Linked DNA regions of Mus musculus: region 2 is linked to region 1. The links are chromatin contacts, called in public Hi-C maps. All regions are on one chromosome and are shown on one strand. The core of a region is the stretch at or near the end of the contact, and the rest is flanking DNA. Distances in the headings are between cores, read along the strand shown.

Region 1 (6,002 bases), core at 1,994-4,493:
GATTTCTGAGTTCGAGGCCAGCCTGGTCTACAGAGTGAGTTCTAGGACAGCCAGAGCTACACAGAGAAACCCTGTCTCGACAAAACCAAAAAAAAAAAAAAAAAAAAAAAAAACCAAAAAAACCAAAAAAACCCAAACAAACAAAAAAAAGGAAGTGTGGCCTTGTTGGAGTAGGTGTGGCTTTGTTGGAGAAAGTTGGTCACGGGGGAAGGGGTGGGCTTTGAGGCTTCGAAAGCCCATACAAAGCAGGCCCAGTCTTTGTTTCTACCTCTGCCTTTCAGAGAATATGTATATAAGCTCTCAGCTACTGCTTCGGCACTATGCCTGCCTACCTCCATGCTTCCAATTCTCCTCATGGACTAACCCTCTGGAACTGTAAGTAAGCCCCAAATTAAATGCTTTCTCTTATAAGTTGACTTGGTCATGGTGTCTCCTCATAGCAATACATTGATTACAAAGACTATGTGTTTGCCAGGGTCCATTGTGTGGTGGGTCAGTTGATAACTTTTTTTTTTTTTGAGACAGTGTTTCTCTGTGTAGCCCTGATTATCCTGAAACTTGCTCCGTAGATACAGAGATCTGTCTGGGTCTACTCCCCAAGTGCTTGGTTGAAAGGTATGTGCCACCACTGCCCAGCTCAGATGACAACTTTTAAGAATTGTTTTTTTTTTTTCAACCTTGGGGTTTCCAAGAGTCAAACTCATATCTTCAGACTTGGCAGCAAACATCTTGGCCTGCTAAACCATTTTGATAGTCTCACAGTATCATTTTAAAGTGAATTTATTTTAGTGAAAGTTCACTTATCATCCATAGGATATAAATTTAGTTTGGATTCTTCCCAAAGCAGACCCCCAGACAGGAACTTGGCAAGCCATGGGGACAATGAAGGGAAAGTAGAGGAACCATTTGGACAAGGGAGGGGACAAGGCTGTAAAGTCAAGGTCTTCAGGCCAGCTGCCACGAGAGACACCTGGAACAACATCCTAGAAGGGGTCTCTGAGAAGCAGGACAAAGCACACACCTCCGATCTGATTACGAGATGGCACACACACCTGAGGTGTGGGGCAGTCACTCCCAGGAAAAGCAGGCTAATTGTTCCGAACAAGTTCCCACGCTTTGGATTTCTCTCTTGATGTCATGCAGTTTGCTCCCCTGCCGACTCTATTCCTAGGATATGGGTAATTATATTCGGAAGCATGACTTGACTGAGCCTCTTTCTTGGCAAGAGTGCTTCATAAGCGGTGTTGGGCATTTTCATCATGACTACAAGACGTCTGCCTCTTTTGGAATGTTAGGAACCATTTATAGCTGTTGCCCACCTTCCCTGGGACTTGGCATATGTTCCCTCTCCCATGAAAAGAAATTTTTCTTTATCAAATATTTGGTCACCTTGTAGTATAGCTGTTGTGTAGAAAGCAGGTCGAATATTTGACTCCTCTGCTTATCTCCCTGCTTCCATAAAAACACGTGGATTCCCTTGCCACTTCACTGGCTGCTAACGAAGGCTTTTATTTTTCTATTTCAGTCACATTTAAAAAATTTAAAAATATGTTTGATGAGAGTACATTCTTTGAAGTTATTATTCTTATCAATGCTTTGGTCAGTTGGAGCCTCTTCAAGTTGTCCCTTTTGGTAGTATCCTGGGAGCCTTAAGAGAAGGAGGGGAACCCATGGTCGGGTATAAAACAAACAAACAAAACCAACAAATAAATAAATTTTAAAAAAGAAAAAGCGATCTGTCTGCTTCAGGTGTGGTAGCATATCATCTAGTTTTTAATGTATCCCATACCCCAGATCTTACAATTAGTCATTTTTTTTCGAAAGTGTTTTACTTTTTTTTTTTAAGTTTTTTTTTTTTTAAATTTTATTTATTACATGTAAGTACAGTGTAGCTGTCTTCAGACATCCCAGAAGAGGGTATCAGACCTCATTATGGATGGTTGTGAACCATCATGTGGTTGCTGGGATTTGAACTTACGACCTTCTGAAGGGCAGTCGTTCTTATGAGTCGTTCTTCTGAGCCATTTCTCCAGCCCCTTGTTTTACTTTTTAAATGAAAGCATCACTGTATATGCTAGGCATAGGACTTGTAATCCTAACACATGGGAGGGGAGGCTGTGGGGGGAGGCATCCTAAGCTCAAGACCATAGTTTGGTTCACAGCAAATGCAAGTTTGAGGCCAGCCTGAGCTTCGCCAGACCCTGTCTCAAAAAGCAAAACAAAAATAGAAGTTTTCTCCGTTTAGAGAGAGAACAAAATGTATGTGCTTGGAGCATCGTGTACTGCTGCTCGTGTCTTTGTCTCTAGGCTTACTTTCCCTGGGTAGCTCCCTCACGTTTCCTTCTTCCTTCCTTTCCATTTATTTGTGTGTGGTGTCTGCATGTGCTTGCCGGTGTAGGCAGGTGTGAAGGTCGGAGGTCGGAGGTCCGGAAGTCCGTGCTGGGTTTATTCCTCTACTGCCCGCTATTGTTCTCTTCTTGAACTTTTTGAGAGAGGCTCCCTCGTGGAACCTGGCTCATTTGAGCTAGCGTAGCTGGCCAGTGAGATCTCTGGTTCCCCCTGTTTCTGCTTTCCGGTGCTGGGGTCACGGACCTGGATGGTGATGCCTTGATTTTTACCGTAGGTGCAGGGGATGTGAACTCGGGTCCTCATGATTTTGCAGGAATGCCCACTGAACCTTCTAGCTAGCCCCTCTTTCCTTTTTATCTTTCTTTTGCTATGGGATCTTGCTGTATAGCTTGTGCTTGCCTTGCTGGCTTTGAACTCATGCCAATCCTCCTGCATCAGCCTTCTTAAAAATACATGTATTTTCATTTACGGGTATGTCTGTGTGAATGCATGCCACATGTGCGCGGATGGCCTTAGAGGCCAGAAGACAGTGTGAGAAACCCTGGAGCTAGAGTTGCAAGTGGTTGTGAGCCACCTGACCTGGTTTTGGGAGAGCAGTAAGTGCTGAGCAATCTCTGTTTTGACAACAACCCTAACCCAGTTTCTTTGAACGTCCTTACGCAGGGCATGCAGGACGAGCATGCGCACTGTCATCGGTGGTAGTGATTTATCTCCATTCAGCAGTAGATTAATAAGACTGTAATAAAGGAAGTTGTTTTGGATCCCTTTAGACCAAAGAAAGCGTGGGAACAAACGGCTTGGCAAAAGCAAGAAATCCAATTTGGATAGAAGTCTGGTTAGAGGGAGGGACACAGTCGGTGCTAAGTCTAGGGAGAAAAAAACGTGTGAAGCCTGGGCGGAAGTGCCCGGTGCTGCCAAGTCCCTGAGCACCGAGCAGAGCATTTCGCCTTAAATGAAAGACCACAGATCTGCTCGTGAATCACAAAGATGAAGGCCAGTGGAGTCAGGCAAACCTGGGCTCAAATCGCGGCATCGCCATTTACTGGATATCAGCCTAACTTTATGTAGGTTAAAATACAGGCCATCCACGGTCACTTTCCATCTTTTCTCTTTTCTTTCATGGTCTCAGTAGTAAACCTTATGATTAATACCTTATGTCCACTAGGCAAACACTGCCACTGAGCTATATCTCCAGCCCTCTTCATTGGAATGTGTGTGTGTAAGTGTGTGTGTATGTATATGTGTGGGAGACTGAAAGGGTGGAGGCTGAGATGGAGTCTCACATAATTCAGCTTTGAACTCACTGTGTAGCCAGTGTGTGCGCGTGTGTGTGTGTGTTGTGTGTGTGTGTATGTGGGTATGTGTGTATTCAGATTTGAACTATGTAGCTAAATTACCTTAGACTTCGGGGTGACCCCACTACACCTTCTCAAGTACTGTTATCACAGGGGCGCGCCACCACACTCAATTTTAGCCCCCGCTTTTTGTTTTTGCTTAAAATATTTTAACCAATTAATTGTGTATGTGAACGTATAGGCCAAAGGTCAACCTTGTACCATTCCTCAGAATCTCTCCACATTGCTCCTTGAGACAGCATCTCCCAGGGGGAGTAGGGGCTTGCCAAGAAGGTTAGCTAGCTAACCAGCCCCACGGATTAACCTGTCTCTGAATTGCCACCATGCATAGCTTTTTGTGTGGATGGTGGGACCAAAGTCAGGTCCTTGTGCTTGTGGGTAAGCTCTTTAGGACTGTGGGCAAGCGCTTTAGGACTGTGAGCCCTCACCCCAGCCTGAGAAGAATCCATTATTCCGTCTGTAGATGGACACAAGGGAAGTTCACTTTGGAGCCGTTCTTTTTTGTGGTGTTCTTTTCCTGCTCTTTTCTGTTTCCATCACAATAATTGATTATATATGTGTGTGTGTGTACTTTTTTTTTTTTTTTTTGAGATGGTTTCTCTGTGTAGCCCTGGCTGTCCTGGAACTCACTCTGTAGACCAGGCTGGCCTCGAACTCAGAAATCTGCCTGCCTCTGCCTCCCAAGTGCTGGGATTAAATGCATGCACCACCACTGCCTGGCATTTATTTATATTTGTATGTATGTATGTATGTATGTATGTATGTATATATGTATGCGGTGGTACTGGGGGTCAAACCCAGGGCTTCACACATGCTAGGCTAGTAGAGTCTACTACTCCATCCTAGATTTGACCTTGACAGAATCCTGGGAAGGGTGGTTACTTCTTTTTTCCTGAGGTAAGATGCCACCATTTCCATGTTGACCATGTTGACACTCATAGACGAGGGGGCCAGAGAATGTCTCCACGTTTTATTTTGTTTCTTTTTCTTTCTTTCTTTTTCTGTTTTATTGAAAATAAACTCCCCCTCTCCACACATAATATAACCTGAATACAGTACCCCTCTACTTCTCTCAGGCCCTCCCCTCCCCCTCTCCCTTTCCACCTCCTTTCTGTCTCTCATTAGAAAACAAACAAGTGGGCTGGTGAGATGGCTCAGCAGGTAAGAGCACTGACTGCTCTTCCAAAGGTCATGAGTTCAAATCCCAGCAACCATATGGTGGCTCACAACCATCTGTAACGAGATCTGACGCCCTCTTCTGGAGTGTCTGAAGTCAGCTACAGTGTACTTACATATAATAAATAAAAAAAAAAAAGAAAACAAACAAGCTTCTGAGGGGTAATAATAAAATAAAATATAATAAGACTAAAAATATACAATAAAATAAAAAAACCTAACACGTTGACATAAGACAGGACAAACAAACAGAAGGGAAAGAGCCCAGGAAAAGGCACAGGAAATTGACACAGACACAGAGACCCACTTATTCACACAGTTGGGAATTTCATAAAGCATCAAGCTGGAAGCCACACTGTATATACAGAGGATCTGTAGGACAGCCATCTATATCTAATCTATATCTGTGTCTACATCTGTATCTAATCTATATTTAACCCAATCTACATCTAATCCATATCTAATCTATATCTAGTCTATATCTATATTCATATTTAATCTATATCTGTAATCTATATCTAATCTATATGTATATCTATATCTAATCTACATCTATATCTATCCCTGACAAGACATTATGAGACAGGGAGACTCCAAAGACGCCATGGAGTTCATTTTCTGCTGGGCACGCAGCCAACACTTAAAGAGTAGTTTATTTCCCCGATGCGATTCCCTTGGAGAAAACTAAATTTTCATTTGCAAGTGCTTATCAGTTAGAAGCAGCTTCTGGATTAGGGATGGGGGCATTCGTCCACTTCTCCTTTCAGCTCTGGGACCCCATCTGGCGCCTGCTGCCTCAGTCTCTGTGAGTCCCTAAGTTCAGCAATCATGTTGATTTAGAGGTCCTCCTTTCTTCGGCGTCCTCCATCCCCTGTGGCTCTTACACTCTTTCTGCCTCCTCTTCCACGGGGTTCCCTGGGTCCTGAGGGACATCCCTTTTAGGGCTGAGTGTGCCAGGTCTCTCACTCTCTGCATGCTGTCTGGCTGTGGGTCTCTGTATTTGTTCCCATCTGCTGCAGGAGGAAGTGTCACTGATGACGGCTGAGCGAGGCACTGATCTATGAGCATAGCAGAATGTCATTAGGAGTCATTTTATTCTGACTTTTTTTTTTTTTGTAGAAT
Region 2 (6,002 bases), core at 1,082-3,581, 190 kb after region 1:
ATTTTGAAACCATGAGAATGGCAATCCTAACCCCAGGCAAATCTGAGCTACTTATGGCTTAGCACAGTGTATTTAACTCCACTTTTATCAGAGCCGCGTCCGTTCAAAGTGTTAGATGGGATTGAATCTTATAAGTAGCTTTACTGGGTTGTATTGGCTTGTACCCTAAGTCCAAAGGGATAGTTGGACAGGTGATAGTTTCCAAAAAGTGTTCATGATGTTACTCTCTCAGTTCTCGGGAGCCAGTCACTTCAGTGGCAGAGCGATTCCACACCTTGATTCCACATGTAGGCTTTTTTGTTTATTTGGAGGTACAAAAGATCTTAGGAGGTTTAGAAAGTCATTGTGACAGCATGCGTATAATGTGAAGCAAATAACGAACTGATTTTTTGTTTAAGAGTAGGGGTTGTGCCTCTAGTTTAACTGTAGCTGTTTTATACCCGTTTTGTTCTCCCTTCTAGTTTTACATTATAGGGTGAGGGAAAGAGGTGGAAAGACATTCCTGCAATCAAATACTATTTCTAAGTAGCAGCCACCTTCCCCTTGAATCCACTGTAAATCCTCTAGGCCATAATCTCTCAACGAATATAGAGCCCTGTTCTCCTGGCCAAGATGCTAAATATCATTTCAAAGTGATTAAAACACTCAGGTGATAAAATTTCCCAATAACACTTCTCACTTTATGACCATTTCTTTGAATGGTCTCCCAAAGACGAAGAGGCAATAATGTGTGGGCTTTTGATATTAAGTATTTAGAGACTCTAATAACTCGATATTAATATTTATAAAACATGTATGGCAGGAGTGCTAACGTTTAATGAAAATGTCTCAAATTACATTAGTCTTATTAGATTGACCCGTATACTAGCAAGATATAAATTATGCATTTTCTCATTGATCCTTGACAAGTTTTTATATGGAAATATGATTGATGGGATGTTTGTGGACTTTGGAAACATTCCACGAGGCATTTAATGGAGTGTCGGGACTTATCACCAGTAGGAGGTTCAGCAGGTTAATTGTTCTCAGATAACTCTTCCTTATCAAGGACAGGACAGTCCTACTTCTTGTCTTGCCTGATTCTTTAAAATAGTAATGATATAGTACACAATTTGCTCAACAAAACAGTGATAACGGTAACAAGGTAAATGTTATTAGATGCAAAGAAAAAATAATATGAAACAGCTAATATTGACTTTCTTAAAAAAAAAGTGTTTTCTGGCCTCAAGATAGCCAAGAATTTTCTCAGTTAAAAAAAAAAAAAACCAAGGTATCTAAGTGGGCGTCACCTTATATTCTAGGAATTAAGATGGGGCTGGAGGAGAAGTTGCATTCAGACAAAAGACCTAGCGAGTATTTTCTCGAAACCTCTATACAAATGGCAGTTAATGCCGTGGCTTAATTTCATCGCTAGAGGCCTTGTTGCATATTTCATTCATTTTAAGTGTTTCCTTTTTTAGAGCCAGAATGAAAATACAATAATTGCAGAGCCCACGATTAGCCAGCTGCTTAGCAGTTCTGTCTTACGAGTATTTGATGACTTTCGCCCCACCCCCTCCCAGAAATGAATAGCAAGCGGACAACGTTGAGGGTAGACAATGCCTTTTTTGTGTGTGTGTTGACATAATCGCTGCCCCTTTCCGAAGAGCAACAGGGGTTCTGGCAGTGTGAGCTACCTGTGTGTCTTAAAGGTCTGAAAACAACAGAACCCCCAACAGGGAGACCGGTTACCCCCTCTCCCGCCCCCTTTTGGTGGAGATGTAGCCAGTTGCCTTCAATGGATTTTGCCACCGTTTGCCTCTGGCTCTAAGTCTGAAACCTTTACTGAAAGACCAAATAGATGTTTGTCAAAATCCCTGCGTCTGTGTCCAGCTCCTCACCCTCACAGCGCAGATTAAAACGATAGCAGCGATTCAGAACCATGCCTCCCCGTCCTTGATCCGCACCCCACTGCAGCCAAGCGACTGTCAGTCAGGTAAATATTTTGAAAAGAGATATTTGACAGAATGGTCAGGCTCAGGGCTGGCAGGCCTTATGGATTCCCATAAAGTAACGCTTTTTTGACGTTTGGGTTGTAGTCATTTCTTCTTATGGCCAGCTGGCTAGAAAACTGCCCTGCATGTCACGCCTGTGACCGAAAGCGAGGCATGCCTTTCGACGAGCTGACTGGAGAGGGAGGTTCTGTATTTGTTCCATTTCTAGTTTTTCAATTTCTGACAGACTGATGGATCTTAAATGTTTGGAAGAATCAGCCAGTGATCCCTAACCAAGACCAGCAAGAGCCCCACCCAAGAGGCGTTTATACTTGTTTCCAGCACCAGGGACCGAATAGAGCAGCCTGTCACTCTGCGAGCAAGCTCCAACGCAGCATCATTTGGCTGCAGGTTCTAGTGTTCTCCTTAAGTTACCCTGCTCCCCCTCGCCACCTCTCTGCTTTTTTTTTTAATTATCTTTCCTGTGCACAAAGATGTACACATAGGACTCCCGCTCTCTCCCCCCCCCCCCCAAAGGAGGGGGGATTGCCTACAATAAGGCCATCTCTTCTTTCTAATCCCAGCGTATATCTGCAGCCTGTAAAGAAATACCATTTGCATTTTTCAGTCTCCAGTTCCCCAGGATCATGAACTATGCCCTGGTTAGTAGTGATCAAGTTTGCCTTTGATGTATCTTTGCTCTTTATTCTTAAAACAATGAACCAAGCAAGCTTTTGTCAGACTCCCCACAATCATACTACCTTCTGTGTTTTACACTTCCGGATTGGACTTGAGTTTTTCTATCATCCTTCCATTTAGTGGTACCTTCAGGTACTTCCCCCCCCCCCCCCCCCGGGGAAGTATTGGTCTTTTATGTTTATACAGTAGAGGTCTTTCCATCAGTCACATGTACAAAGGGAATGCATTCTGTGTTCCTTCAGGTGATGCAGGCCCTTGTCCTTAGCATTTCACGTTGGCTAACTTCAATGTTAGGAACCAGTAGTTGTGATTAATAGTAATAAAAAAAAATGATTTAGCAAAACATCTTACTAAATGTTCAAGGCACAAAAATCATGCCTTTTATGTTTTTATGCATAGCAACTCTGAGGTCCACATTATTAGTTCTATTTCCTGTGGGCATGTATGCATGTTCATGGATACACAGGTACATGCGTGTGCTGGTGTTCATGTGTATGGGCATAGGTATGTGTATGGATAATGTATATACTCTCTGTGTAATTTTTATTTCAATATTTCTTTGTTTGATATAATGTTCTTATTGTTTTTGTTTTCTTTGTCCATATGTTCATAAAACTTTTAATATTTAAAGAATATATATTTTAGGATCAACTGTTATGCTATGACCATGCACACTAAGAAACCTATTATCAGCATATTTATTTACTGATCCTTAGCCTATCTCTAAATGAAAAGAAATTACTGGCAGATATCACATGGGAATTTCTAGTTTATCAGTTTTATAGGTAAATATGCTTTGGTGTGCTAATCAATTCACTAATGGGTACTCTGTACCAGCAATTGAATAAATGAATAATCTCTCTCTCTCTCTCTCTCTCTCTCTCTCTCTCTCTCTCTCTCTCTCTCTCTCTCTCTCTGTTTTTCTTTCTCTCTCACTATGTAGCCCTGAATAGCCTCAAACTTATGATCTTTTTGCCTCTGTCTTCCAAATGCAGCTATTACAGGCACTGGCTTAGAGTCACATGGGGAGATGGAACCTCAACTAAATAAGTTGTCCAGATCAGATTAGCCTGAGGGGTATTTTCTTAACTGCTGATTGATGTAGAAGGACCCAGCCCACCTTGGGGGTTACAATTCCTAGGCTGGTGTGTGTGTGTGTGTGTGTGTGTGTGCTGTATAAGATAGTTAGCAGGGCAAGCCAGTAAGCAAGCAGCATTCTTCTGTGTGTTTTCTGCTTTAAGCACCTGCTATGAGTTCCTGTCATATATATATATATTGGACTGTAACCTGTAAACTGAAATACCCCCCTTTTCTCTTCCAAGTTGCTTTTGGTAATGATGTTTATCACAGCAACAAAGAAGACAGGTTACTGTCCCCAGCTTGGAATAAACTTTCATGACCTCTTTAATACACACACTTAAAAATTTACTGAATTAATTGACTTCTATTGCACTCAGTCTCAAAGGTAAACCATTTTCAGTTATGAAAATAATAAACACATTTAAAAAGTGGTATTTTAGTATTTGTGCTGGTACATAGAGGCCCAGGCTACCTTCAACCTTGTGCTGAGGATTCCTTTCCAGGGGGCAGCAACCAATGGAGAGGTCAGAGTGCCAAGGAACAGAGACAGGTTGCTCTCCCCTCAATGAGACATCTCTATTAACCCCCATCAAGGCTTAGCAAGCATCACAGAGGAAGGGGAGGAAAGGATGCAGGAGCTAGGGGCTAGGGGAGAGAACCGTGATGCTGTGCTGTCTTCTGGACATGACTGCTGTGTCACTCATGAACTCAAGGCAGCTGTTAGCCAAGGTCCCAGTATAGATGGAGTAGAGTAGATGGTCTGCAGGCCCTAGGCTTTACTAAGAAGCTATGTGCAGTGGAGAGTTGCTGGGAGGGAAACAATCATTCTTGTTTAATGATGTGGCCACTGGTAGGTTTTCCATGCTTCAGAAGATACGCCACATCAATGCACATATAAGCAGCACTAAATGGACTTAGTGATATACATATACATATATATATATATATATATATATATATATATATATATATATATAACACATATATACAATACACATATATATATATACATATATGTATATATACAGATACATATATACAGATATGCTCATATATATGTATACATCTATACATATACAGATAATTTTATGAATATGAATATATGATCATATATATGAATATGCATGGAATTAAGACTGTTTTGAGATTTATGGGGAAAAGATTGTATAGTATTACATTTTATTGTATAAATGCATGAATTCTCAAGAGTAAAGAAAAAAATTTAAAAACTAGTTTCTAAATGTGGTTAGTGAGCAGCCTCCAGTCAACAGCAGAATTTTGTATAAAACCATGGGCTTATGGTGATTGATTTACACTCGGATTCTTTAAGTACCTAAAAATGCATGCTCCCCTTTCTTTATAGCCATCAGGGGGACATTTAACACTTCACAGCAATTGCTTACTAAATATCAGGTATGGGGATGTTTCAGGAGGGCAGTCTATCCTAAAACAGCACCACACGCAGCTTTGCAGACATGAGAAGTGTGTTACAGTGAACTTCATGAGCATTTACACCACTTGTAAGATAGAAACTGGGGGCTGGAAAGGTGGCCCAGTGGTTAAAAGCACTTACCAATCTTGTAGAAAATGACCTTGAGGGACTTTCAGTTCCTAGTGTCTACATGGTGGCACATGAACGCTTGTAACTCCAGTTCTAAGGGGTTTAGTGGCCTCTTCTCGCTTCCACATGCTCCTGAACACATGTGGTGCACATAAACTCATGTACACACACACACACACACACACACACACACACACACAAACACACACCATTAAAATCTACTTATATATTCAAATCTACACTGACATGTATACATTGGTATATATTTACACATGTATTTTCATACATTTGTATGTGGAGACAGAACATATGCGTCTCATCTAGCTGTATAATAATGAAGAGTTGTTTAAAAAAATGTATCAGTTGCACAGCAAATGGACAGACACTCAACCAAAGTCGAGACTCAACCAAAGTCAGAGGAAACATTCTGTATTTTGAAGGACAGTGTTCTAATCTAATCTTGAAAGAAAGTGTCTTATCCTTTTGGAAATTATGCCAATCACTTTCTCTGGAGAAGAAGCAGTAAGTGAGGAATGTAATCCATGACATAGAAGATGTGTGTGTGTGTGTGCATGTGTGTGTGTATACACATATATATGGGTGCCTCTGGAAGCCCGATGAGGGCGTTGGATCTTTGGATCCTGAAGCTGGAGTTACAGGTAGTTAGTTAGTTGTGAGCCACCGAGTTA

Evidence for each region. Hi-C and Micro-C count contacts between places; a contact is called where the count stands out from the background.
Region 2: a contact with region 1 is called in a Hi-C map of cerebral cortex, with 2.9 times the contacts expected there. The contact joins two enhancer-like sites. A contact is called at or near these places in 1 of 15 datasets of contacts at CTCF or cohesin (stem cell-derived epiblast-like cells), 4 of 484 Hi-C or Micro-C datasets (cerebellar granule neurons, cerebral cortex and embryonic stem cells), 4 of 115 datasets of contacts at active chromatin or transcription factors (astrocytes, embryonic basal ganglia, embryonic forebrain and 1 more) and 2 of 9 other capture datasets (embryonic stem cells and embryonic tail).

The regions. Positions count from the first base shown.
Region 1 is chr8:112,069,243-112,075,244 of GRCm38.p6, forward strand. No RefSeq gene overlaps it. Among named protein-coding and RNA genes, the nearest start is that of Gm22827, 9.7 kb to the left of the region's middle. Within about 2 kb of position 3,244, at least 4 of the 459 cell types and tissues checked have an H3K27ac peak or open chromatin away from gene starts, as enhancers often do. A contact at or near this core is called in cerebral cortex, where this site is marked.
Region 2 is chr8:112,255,935-112,261,936 of GRCm38.p6, forward strand. No RefSeq gene overlaps it. Among named protein-coding and RNA genes, the nearest start is that of Gm39253, 38 kb to the right of the region's middle. Within about 2 kb of position 2,332, at least 19 of the 459 cell types and tissues checked have an H3K27ac peak or open chromatin away from gene starts, as enhancers often do. A contact at or near this core is called in cerebral cortex, where this site is marked.